Regions from separate parts of the Ovis aries genome. Here region 1 is linked to region 2. A link is a contact called in public Hi-C data. All regions are on one chromosome and are shown on one strand. Each heading gives the region's core, a stretch centred on a gene start, on an enhancer-like site or on the middle of the called end of the contact. The rest is flanking DNA. Distances are from core to core; before and after follow the strand shown. Region 1 overlaps LOC121820216 (a long non-coding RNA gene). Region 2 overlaps LOC121820215 (a long non-coding RNA gene).

Evidence for each region. A called contact is a pair of places that touch in the nucleus more often than the background predicts.
Region 1: a Hi-C map of liver shows a contact between it and region 2, with 5 times the contacts expected there. The contact joins two enhancer-like sites. A contact is called at or near these places in 10 of 16 Hi-C or Micro-C datasets (blood, hypothalamus, liver and 5 more).

The regions. Positions count from the first base shown.
Region 1 is chr8:89,100,065-89,105,027 of ARS-UI_Ramb_v3.0, reverse strand. It overlaps LOC121820216 (a long non-coding RNA gene), which reads right to left. Exons shown (of 2, transcript XR_009601576.1): 2 at 1,686-2,494. Among named protein-coding and RNA genes, the nearest start is that of MPC1, 19 kb to the right of the region's middle. Within about 2 kb of position 2,842, at least 6 of the 54 cell types and tissues checked have an H3K27ac peak or open chromatin away from gene starts, as enhancers often do. A contact at or near this core is called in liver, where this site is marked.
Region 2 is chr8:89,055,529-89,060,753 of ARS-UI_Ramb_v3.0, reverse strand. It overlaps LOC121820215 (a long non-coding RNA gene), which reads right to left. Exons shown (of 2, transcript XR_009601562.1): 2 at 1,970-2,877. Among named protein-coding and RNA genes, the nearest start is that of SFT2D1, 21 kb to the right of the region's middle. Within about 2 kb of position 3,748, at least 7 of the 54 cell types and tissues checked have an H3K27ac peak or open chromatin away from gene starts, as enhancers often do. A contact at or near this core is called in liver, where this site is marked.

The sequences.
Region 1 (4,963 bases), core at 1,593-4,092, 45 kb before region 2:
TGCGGGGTGGGGGGCATGGCCCAGGCCAAGGGTGCACACAGGGGCTGTGTCTCTGCAAGGCCAGACTTTGGAAACCCCAGGCCTCCGCTAAGGGCTGCAGGCAAACCGCCATCCTTTGCCCAGGTCAGGGCAGTTCTGTGCCCCGGCTGTGTGCTGTCCGTGAGCGTCAGCTCTATGACTGCTCACACGTGAGCAGATGAGCAAGGCCAGGGGTCCACCCTCCCCAACACCAGCGGCTCCGGTCTGTACACACTGTCCTGTGAGACCGGGAGAGGGGCTGGGCCAGGCGGGGGCGGTCTGCGGCCTTAGCTCACCGGACTTCCTGGTGACCCTCAACCACCAGGGCACGTACCTTCTGCAGGATGAGAAATAGGCCTGCAGACACCTTTCCTGCAGAATATCCCGTCAATATTCTCCAGTCCTGCTTGTCACTTGTCCTAAGCACCACCAACCAGGCCAGTAGGCGTATCTGCTTCCCAAGACCCTGGGACCCGAGGTGGGTGATGGAGACTTGGGCCTGGGCCCCCAGTTTCCAGGGCACCCCCGGGCCACCCAGTTCTGGGCCCCAGCAGATCCTGGCGTTCATCCGCTCCGAGACCTCCCAGGTGATGAGTCCCGCTCGTGGATGAGGCCAGAAACCAGGCAGCGCGTGACCCGGGATCCCAGGTCAGACGCCGGCCGTGGGGTCCTGCTCTGCCGAGGGGTCCTGCTCTGCCGCTCAGGTGGCCAGCCGGACGTGGCCCTGCCCCGGGGCTTGGCCTCCTGGGCCGGACGCCGGACGAGGGCGCCTCCCTTCCCGGGAGGGCACCCACTCCCTCTGCTTGTCCGTGTTTGACACAGTGGCGGTCATCTCATCACTGACGCGCGGACACGCGGACTCAATACGTGGTCCCCCGTGCAGAGTCGCTGAGTCAGAGCTCTTCTGAGCTGGGACCTCACGCCCGTCTCGGTCCTGAGAGGTTCCGAGCCATGGGGCAGGGCCCACCTCTCGTGAAGCTGAGCTTCCAGCAGGAGAGGAACAGCGCAACAGGAACGTAAACTGTAACAGGAATTAAACCAGTAACAACACACCACAGCAGCCGCCCGGAGGCCAGCTCTGCAGACGGGCAGCTGCGCTTTCATTCAGGAGGGGATTCAAAGCGGAGGCCTTGAGATGTGCGGGATCCTCTCAGACACAGATCTTATCAACCTTTCAGTGTTGAGCCGGTGACTTTCGAGTTTTATTTAGTTGATTCCCCAACACTGGCTCTAATTCAGGATCTAAAATCAACAGCCCTCCTGTATGACACGTGTCCAATTCGGGTGTGTGTTTGTCACTTTACAGTGACTAGGATAAACATCACATAAACATTTGGCAGGGAAACAATTTTTAATATGCTGTTTTCATCGCATCTGAGCTCAGGCAAGAGAGTCACGATTTCCAAATCGTAGGTGTGGTCTCAGCTCAGAAACAGCACTGCTGGCGGTGAGTTCCGTAATTTCAGTGTTTCCCACAAATCTTATCACGCAGGGTTTCTTTCCTGGGGAAATGGGAAGTCATCTCAGCCCCTGATCCTGACCTCAGGGCTCCTGGGCTCTGCTCTGGGCTGAGGGACGGACTGTGAAGTTGGAAACTTTGATCACATGGACACGTCAAGGCCTGTAGACTTTCTTTATCAGGTAAACCTATGGACTTGGAAACTGGATCGATCGGGTTTTGTTTTTAGTTGTAAACAGCAGTTGGAAAGGTAGATGCTCAGACTGAAGAAAAGATTTTTTTAAAGAGAAATTAAGACCAGAGTTAGGCTCTGCACATACATTTAAACATGTTTTCAGAGCCTAAGATTTTTGCTAACAACATACTCTGACCTAGTCACACAAGATCCCCAGTGAGACCGAGAAAACATCCAGAGAAACCCAGAATCACGTGGGACTTGATCCAAAAGACTGACAGGAATCACAGTGGAAGCATAATGTCTAAGCCCTTGAGAGGGTTAATGATAAAATAATCAATGTTGGCCTCACAGCCATCAGACGAGCGACCGTCCCTGATGTGCTGGACAAAAGGCCAGAGGTCAGCAGGGCCAAGACCGCGGTCCCCGGGCCTAGGATGCAGGTCCCCAGACTGAGGTCCACGGGGCGCGGGTTCCCGGACCACAGTCCACGGGGCTGAGACACGGGTTCCCACGTCCCCAGAAAGTTCGAGTGGCTTCAGACTCCCCTTTCCTCCAACGAAGCCTTCTAGGACCCGCTGTGAAATGGGGAGGCGGCAAGACAGCCCTGGTGACCCCGGGGCGGGGTCTCGGTCTCCTGACGGCTGATGGAGACGCTGGAAGAGGGGTGCATGGCAGGGGAAGTCCAGTGGGAAAGGGGGTGCCCTGAGGCGCGGTCAGGAAGGTTCTCCCCAGGACGGATGGAGAGATGCTCAGTCTGTCCACAGAAACATTTCTTCAGACCAGCTTCTCACCAGGCCCCAGGGATGCTGGCAGAACTCGGCCCTCCATCAGCTTTCTTCCTGATGAGAGAGGAAACAGAAGAAACAACCAAATCACACAAAGGGTGAGACCATCACAGGGTACCGAGTGCTGTGGGGGGACACAGGGAGGCCAAGGGCGCAGCGGAGGGCACGTTCAGACAGAGAGGCAGAGGGTCTCACGGAGAAGATGCTCTGAAGGAGCTAGAGGGCCAGGGAACGGGGGTGCTGCAGGCTGAGGGGAGGAACAGCAGAGCAGGGAGGGGACGGCGTGGCAAGAAGACCTGCATGAGCTCACTTCCTCTTCCCCCAGCTTCACTCCAGCGACCACCCAGCTCCCGAGCTCCGTGCAGAGGAAGGGCTTCCTGTGAGTTCGCAGTTCTCAGAATGTGCCACCAGAGGGCAGGGTGGGTCCCGCAGGTGTAGACAGGGTCACTTCCGCCCCCTGCGCCCCCTCCCAGATCACACGCTTTCCTTACAGGGGGACGTGTTGTGGGGAGGGCAGCTGTCCAGCTGTCCCAGATGCTACGTCTGCTCCTTATGCCCCGGCCCGAGCTGCCGACCCAAGATTTCCGCAGAGCTGGGCGTCTGTCAACGTTGCCACAAGCTCTGGGAAGCTCCTGACACAGAAGCTCATGGACACACCATGAACCTACACAGGGCAAAAGGTCAGGATCCTTTCAGTTCTCGATTTTATGTTAGCATAGCTCTCTCACACACAGGAGAAAATCTCTCCTTAAGTGACAACCCACTCCAGCATTCTCGCCTGGAGAACCCCATGGTCGGAGGAGCCTGGTGGGCTGCAGTCCACGGGGTCGCAGAGCCGGGCACGAGTGAGCATCTGAACACACACAGCACTTAGCTGATCTGCATCGCTGGACAGCAGAAACCGACATAACATTGTAAAGCAACTTTCCTCCCATTAAAAAATAAATTAAAAAAGTAAAACAAGAAATTTTGAAACTCTTGTAGGGAATTCCCTGGTGGGCCGGTGATTAGGACTCAGGTTTGATCCCTTCTCAGGGAACTAAGATCCCAAATGCCGCAAATCATGGCTTAATTAATTAATTAAAACACTCTGGTAGAGAAGCAGAAAAGTTACCTAATCGTTAGACAAAACCTTCCTTGTAACAGGTCCGTAAGAAAAATTTAATTTCAGAATAGGTCTTCAGTGGTGCCAATGACTCAGGTAACCCCCGGAAAAAGGCTCAGATAATACCCCTGTATTTCTCAAGTACCGCTGTGTCTCGGTGGACCGGCCTTGTCAGAGACACACAGTACCACGTGAGCCTCCAAGCTCCAAACTCAGCCCAGGCCTGCCCTGACCCGCAGGCGGCCAACCACTGCGGGCTGCTGGTCGCCACGGGGCTCCCTGACAAGCCTCCCCCAGTCCATCAGCCCTGAGCCTCCTGTGCGCCTCTCAGCCTCCCAGCCTGGCGGCTGCTGCCCAGCTGCCTAAGTCAGCTGAAACTGAAGCCCTAGGACCTGCACAACCTCCCAAGGATCCGTCTGGGTATTCCTCATTCCAGGGCCTCTCCCCAGCCCCGCCAGCATCATCCACCTCCTGTCCTGCTCGGTCACCTCTGGACCCTGGGCTTCCCTTTCTTCCCTTCCTTCCCTTCCTGGGCGTCGCTCTGCTCACCTGGGCACCTTCCTGGGCGTCTCTCTGCTCACCTGGGCAGTGCTCTGACCTCCTGCCTGGGCTTCCTCGGCAGCGCTGCCCCCTGCACCCACCGTCCGCACTGCGGCGTACAGTTCCGTCAGCAGACCGTTGTGCCCGGATCCCTAAACTGTGTTGAAGGGAAACCTGCTGCCACCCTGGTCCTCCTGGAGGAAGCCCGGCTCATCCGTCTCGTCCCTGAGCCCCATGACCTTGGCCGCTGAGATCTCAGCTAATCCTGAGGCGCGCCCCACCTTAGTTTATATCACTGTGCGGTGCCCTCCAAGAGGTGCCTCCAGCCACAGTCGGCTACTTAAATGTGAATGGCTTTGTTGTTGCTGTTCAGTTACCAAGTCGTGTCCGACACTCTGTGACCCTGTGGACTGCAGCCCGCCAGGCTCCTCTGTCCCCGGGATCCTCCAGCGAGAATACTGCAGCGGGCTGCCATTTGCTCCCCCGGGTGCTCTTTCCAACCCAGGGATCAAACTTGCGTCTCCTGCATTGGCAGGCAGACTCTCTACAACTGCGCCACCAGAGAAGTCAAATAAAATTTGAAATTCCATTCTGTGGCCACACAGGTCACATATCAAGAGCCCTGTGGCTGACCAAGGCCAGGGCTCCCGAGCTGGAGAGCCCAGACTCTAGAACATTTCTGTGAAGGCAGAAAGTTCCACTGGACAGCGCCGTTGCAGAACATTGGTTGGGAGTCTTAGTTACAGACACGAGAACCCTCTTCAGCAAGTTTAAGCGGAAAGGGAATTATCACAGACTAGTAGGTCCTTGCAGAACTTTCGAGAGAGCTGGTGTGGAAGCCACACGGGCAGGGACGACATACCCCAGCCCCTCCCCCG
Region 2 (5,225 bases), core at 2,499-4,998:
TCCGCCTGTAATGCGGGACACCTGGGTTCGATCCCTGGGTTGGGAAGGTCCCCTGGAGAAGGGTGTCTCCGTTTACACAAGGCCCTTCTAGTTTACATCTGTGGCCCAAGTTTCATTACTAGAAGCGCCCCTGCACTCGCAGAAGTTTCGTGGTTGAATTTTATCCTCAGTCTACCTGCAAAGGAGTAAGAGACAGCTTGGTAGGAAAACAGTCCAAGAGGATACTGGTGTAATGGGCTTCTCTTTTTTAAATAATTTTATTTATTTCCGGCTGAGCTGGGTTTTCGCTGCCGAGCTCCAGTTTTCTCCAGCTGCAGAGAGAAAGGGGGCGACTCTCCAGCCGAGGTGTGTGGCCTTCTCCCTGCAGTGGCTCCTGTGGTTTCCAAACATGGGCTCTAGGCTGCACCGGCTTCAGCAGTTGCGGTTTCCGGCTCTAGAACGCAGGCTCAGCAGCTGCGGCACATGGACTCAGCAGCTCCATGCATGAGGAATTTTCCTGCACCAGGGATCAAACCATTGGCAGATGGATGTTTGTCCACCGTGCCACCAAGCAAGTCGTCCTTTAATGGTTTTAAAGTAGTAAAAGAAAATGACTTTGAATGTTAGCTTTTTAAAATTTGAATTGTCACTCAAATGTGAGGGTATAAACATTCTCACTCATACAAGCCTCAAAAATGTTGCCATCCACTAAAAAAAGCTCTTGGAGGCAGGATTCAGACACGAAAAGAAACAAACCCAGGGGACTGCTATAAGAGCCACAGAGCTAAGGGTAATGAAACGCCCAGGAAAAGTCCACCATCGGAACCAGGTGGGGAGCAGACTGTGTCCACAACAGTCCAGGGCTAAAATATCAGCACCATGGGGGCTGAAGGAAGAGGGAGCCCAAAACCACGAGCAAACGTCCTGAATTACAAGATACAATAAGATATTGCCAAGTTTACTAAGACTGGTAAAGATCCATAATTAGAGGTTTTAAATTGAGGTTAGCCACAGTAAGAACAAAAATATAATCTTTAACCTTTTAAACTGGCAGAAAACTCAAAATGGCCACAAGAAAGCAGGAAAAGAGAATAAAAAGAAGCAGAAAAGAAAATAAAATTCAATAAAAGCAAAGCATAAGATTGCAAAAGCAAAATCCTAACATACAGTCACTATAATAATTATAAAGAGACAAAACTTACCAAATATAAAAGATAAAGACAGATTGAATATAGAAAAATATATACAATAACATGACGTCTAGAAGAGGCGTAATCAAAACCGAAGGATACTGAAAGGTTAAGGATAGAGGATGGCAAAAATACAAATAAAATGTTAGCAAGTAGAGGTCAATACCACATTAAGAAAATAATTTGTCATGACTAAGTGTGAGTTATTCCAGGAAAGCAAAGTTGATTCAATATCTGAAAATCCATCAATATTATACACATTTTTACAGATCCAGGAAGACATCTTATAATTATCTCCACAGAAGCGGTAAAAGTCTTGGACAAAACTCAGAACCATTCCTGATAAAAATTCCTTACTTGAGATACTTTCTTAGTATAATAATGATGATAATGTAGATAGTCTTTGGTCCTGAAGCCAGCATCTTACTTAATGAAGAAACATTAGAGGCATTTTTACTAACATAAAGAACAAGGTTAAAGTGTGTTAGCTGCTCAGTAGTATCTGACTTTTTTCGACCCCATGGTCCGTAGCCCGCTAGGCTCCCCTGTCCCTGGGATTCTCCAGGCAAGAACACTGGAGTGGGTAGCCATGCCGGTCTCCAGCGCTGCAGGGGGCTCTTTACTGTCTGAGCCACCGGGAAGGTCAAAGTAAGGTATGCCCCGCATTTTCTCAACTAGTCCACACAGTATATGCTCAGCAGTGCGATTAGATAAAAAGTATTCAATTGCAGGTGTAAGAAGCAGCAAAGAAGTAAAAAGTCTCTTTACATATGATATGGAAATACAGCAGGAAAACACCAGTGTTTCAATGTTGTTTTATTTTGATTTCATTATGAATGATTGTGAGCATGTTTTTCCACTGAAATACTATTTTTTTCACCTGTCAGGTTGGTAAAAACAGAAATGTCCGGTGGTACACCCCACTGTCCAGGCTGTGGGCAAACACACTCTTCCACATGGCTGGTGGGGAGGCACATCTGTGTGATCCACGTGCCGGCACACACACACACTCTGACCCAGCAGTTCTCATCTGAGAATGTGCCCTGAAGATAGATTCCACAGCAGGCAGGCTCTGGACGGTCCCCAGGCGCCCTGCGACCTGGAGCTTGTGCTCCGCGCTCCTTCCTTCTGTGAGCATTACCTGGACCTGGAGAGAGTGCCAGTCGCTCAGTCATGTCCGACTCTTGGCGACCCCCTGTACTGTACCCCTCCAGGCTCCTCTGGCCATGGGATTCTCCAAGCAAGAATACTGGAGTGAGTTGCCATCCCCTCCCTCCAGGGGATCTTCCCAATCCAGGGATGAAACCCGGGTCTCCCACACTGCAGGCAGATTCTTTACCATCTGAGTTAGCGGGAGTGACGCACCTCTCATTAACAGAATGCGATGAAAGGAATGGAGGCAACATTTGAGATTAGGTTGCAAAAAGGCTGTGTCTTAGGTCTTGCTCTGTCTTGCTGGCTCACATAGATGGAAGACAGACTCGAAGCCGTGAGCCACTGCAGACAACCCAGGAATTCAGGGCAGCCTCCAGCCAGGCAGGAAGTGAGGCTCTGAGCCCAGCACTGCAGAGGGCTCGCATCCCGCACACAGCCGCCTGGGCGAGCTTGCACGAGGGTCCTCCCTTGGGTGAGACCACAGCCTGCTGGTACCTCGACCCAGAGCCAGGTGACCCGGCTGAGTTGTGCGTGGATTCCTGATCCCCAGATTCTGTAAAGTGATAAACAGCTGCTGTTTTAAGATACTACATTTGGAAGTGACTTGTGATACAATAGCAGCTAACATCTGTATGCACGTGCTTATGTGTAGGTGTGGCTGGGTGCTCATTGCTCAGTTGTGCCCGACTCTTTGTGACCCCATGGACTGCAGCCCACCAGGCTCCTCTGTCTGTGGGATTCTCCAGGCAAGAGTACTGGAGTGGGTTGCCATTTCCTTCTTCAAGGGATCTTCCCCACCCAGGGATCGAACCTGCATCTCTTAAGTCTTCGGCATTGGCAGGCACATTCTTTATGGCTGAGCCACCAGATGTACATATGTGTACGTATAATCAAGATGTGTATGTATGTGTACATGTATGTGTGTATATGTGTGAGTATATGAATATATACTGTTATTCATTGTAGCATTGTTTGCTGTTGAAAAAATGTAGGAAGAACCTAAGTAGTCATTGAGAAAACTGTTGAACACAAAGCAACATTATTCAGCTGTTAAAAACACAAGGACTTCTAAGAACTGATGTGGATATTCCAGGATATACTGCTAAGTGAAAAAAGTGAAATACGGGCGTATTTGGTATCCTGTCCTCCTGTAAGAGAGATGGGAGATGGGGGAAGCAACACATCTGCTCTTTGTGCAAAGGAAATGCAGATGAATAAACCAGACAGGAGATTAGGCAGCAGTGCAGGAAGGGTGGGGGGTGGGGGACTGAGGGGAAGGGGGGGGAGGGGAGCAAGACACCGCTGTGTGTCTGGAAAGACTTCCCCAGAATAGCACTTAGAATCAGCCAGGATGTGGGGCACCCGGCTGGGACACAACGGTTCCAAATGAACCGATCACTAACCTGATGTGTTTGGAAAACAGTTTACTGACCACACAGTGTAGCTCAGAACAGAGTGATCCATGCTCAAACATTTTACTGTTGTTCAGAACTGTGTTTCCCGCAGGGGTAAGGGCAACACTCTGAAGTGCAGTGTGGTTAATCTAGGATTGAGCAACTATGCAAACACAAGGCGGGGATGAAAACCAGGCTTCTCACCCTCAGGAAAGGACGTTATGATTTAAGCAAAGAGGAGGAGGGTTAGGATGATGGGAGCTGAGGGAATAAACTCACGGGGTCCGCGTATCGCCCCAGCTCTGTCCGCTTGGGTGGCCTAGAAGCAAGAACACCCCCGGGACAGTGGGCACACCTGGAGGCCAGATATTTGTTCCTGAGTATGAGTCTCCTTGGAAAACAGTTGGCTCAGCGTGGGATTGGGAAAACACACCATGAGCCTGGAACATGCTATGGTGTCAGAAGTTAAGCACGTGCTCCAAAAACGATGAGGGAACGTGGGCAGAACACAGGAGCCCCGCAGGCGAAATATGGGACAATCTGAGCAACAAAATAACCAGTGACAGTGATTACTAAGCCGGAGCATGAAATCAATACCCGTCAGCCCACAGCCGCATCAATGAGGCATGAATGAGTGACGGAATCTGCACACACGCAGGCAGACAGTGGAGAGGGACAGTTCTTCCTCGTAACAGAATCACAAAGACACACGCAAATGATGGGAAGAGAAAGTCGCCCTTAGGCTGACGCCACAGTAACTATGTCTGAAGCCAGAACCACCTGCTGTTGCTGACTCGGCAGGCGTGTCAGCACGATGAGAAACCGTAGTTGCGTCTCAGTGCACCTCCTCTGAGTGTGTGCGCGTGTCAGTCACTCAGCTGTGTCAGACTCTTTGTGACCCCATAGCCCGCCAGGCTCCTCTGCCCACGGAATTCTCCAGGCCAGAATACTGGAGTGGGTAGCCATTCCCTTCTGCGGGGGATCTTACTGGCCCAGGGAATCCAGAGGATCTTCCCGACCAAGGGCGAGAACCCAGGTCTCCTGCATTGCAGGCAGATTCTTTTCACTGTCTGAGCCCCCAGGGAAGCCCATAGGTGTGCACAAGTGACGAAGGAAAGCAGTGACTCTGCAGTGAGGAAACCCCACGGACAGCACCCGAACCATCAACATTAACAGAACAATCGTTCTGATTGGTTCTAATTGGTTCCAAGACCCCCTCATAAGATGTCAGTGTTATGTAAATAGTTGTAAGTATGATGTAAACACTATGTAAATTGCGTTGGCAGTAGAAACTCAAGGTTTGCTTTTTGCAACTTTCCAGGAAAAAAAAAATTCTTTTTATTGTTTTCCTTCAACCTCCATAGGAGGAATCCACCAGATTTGAAACCCCTGGTTACAGAGGAAGACTCTAGACACCCTGTGGTTCTCAATAGGATGCAGAGAATTCTGCGGGATTCTTGCCTCAAAAACATCAGCTCAATGTAACTGTGAGGAAATATCAGATTAT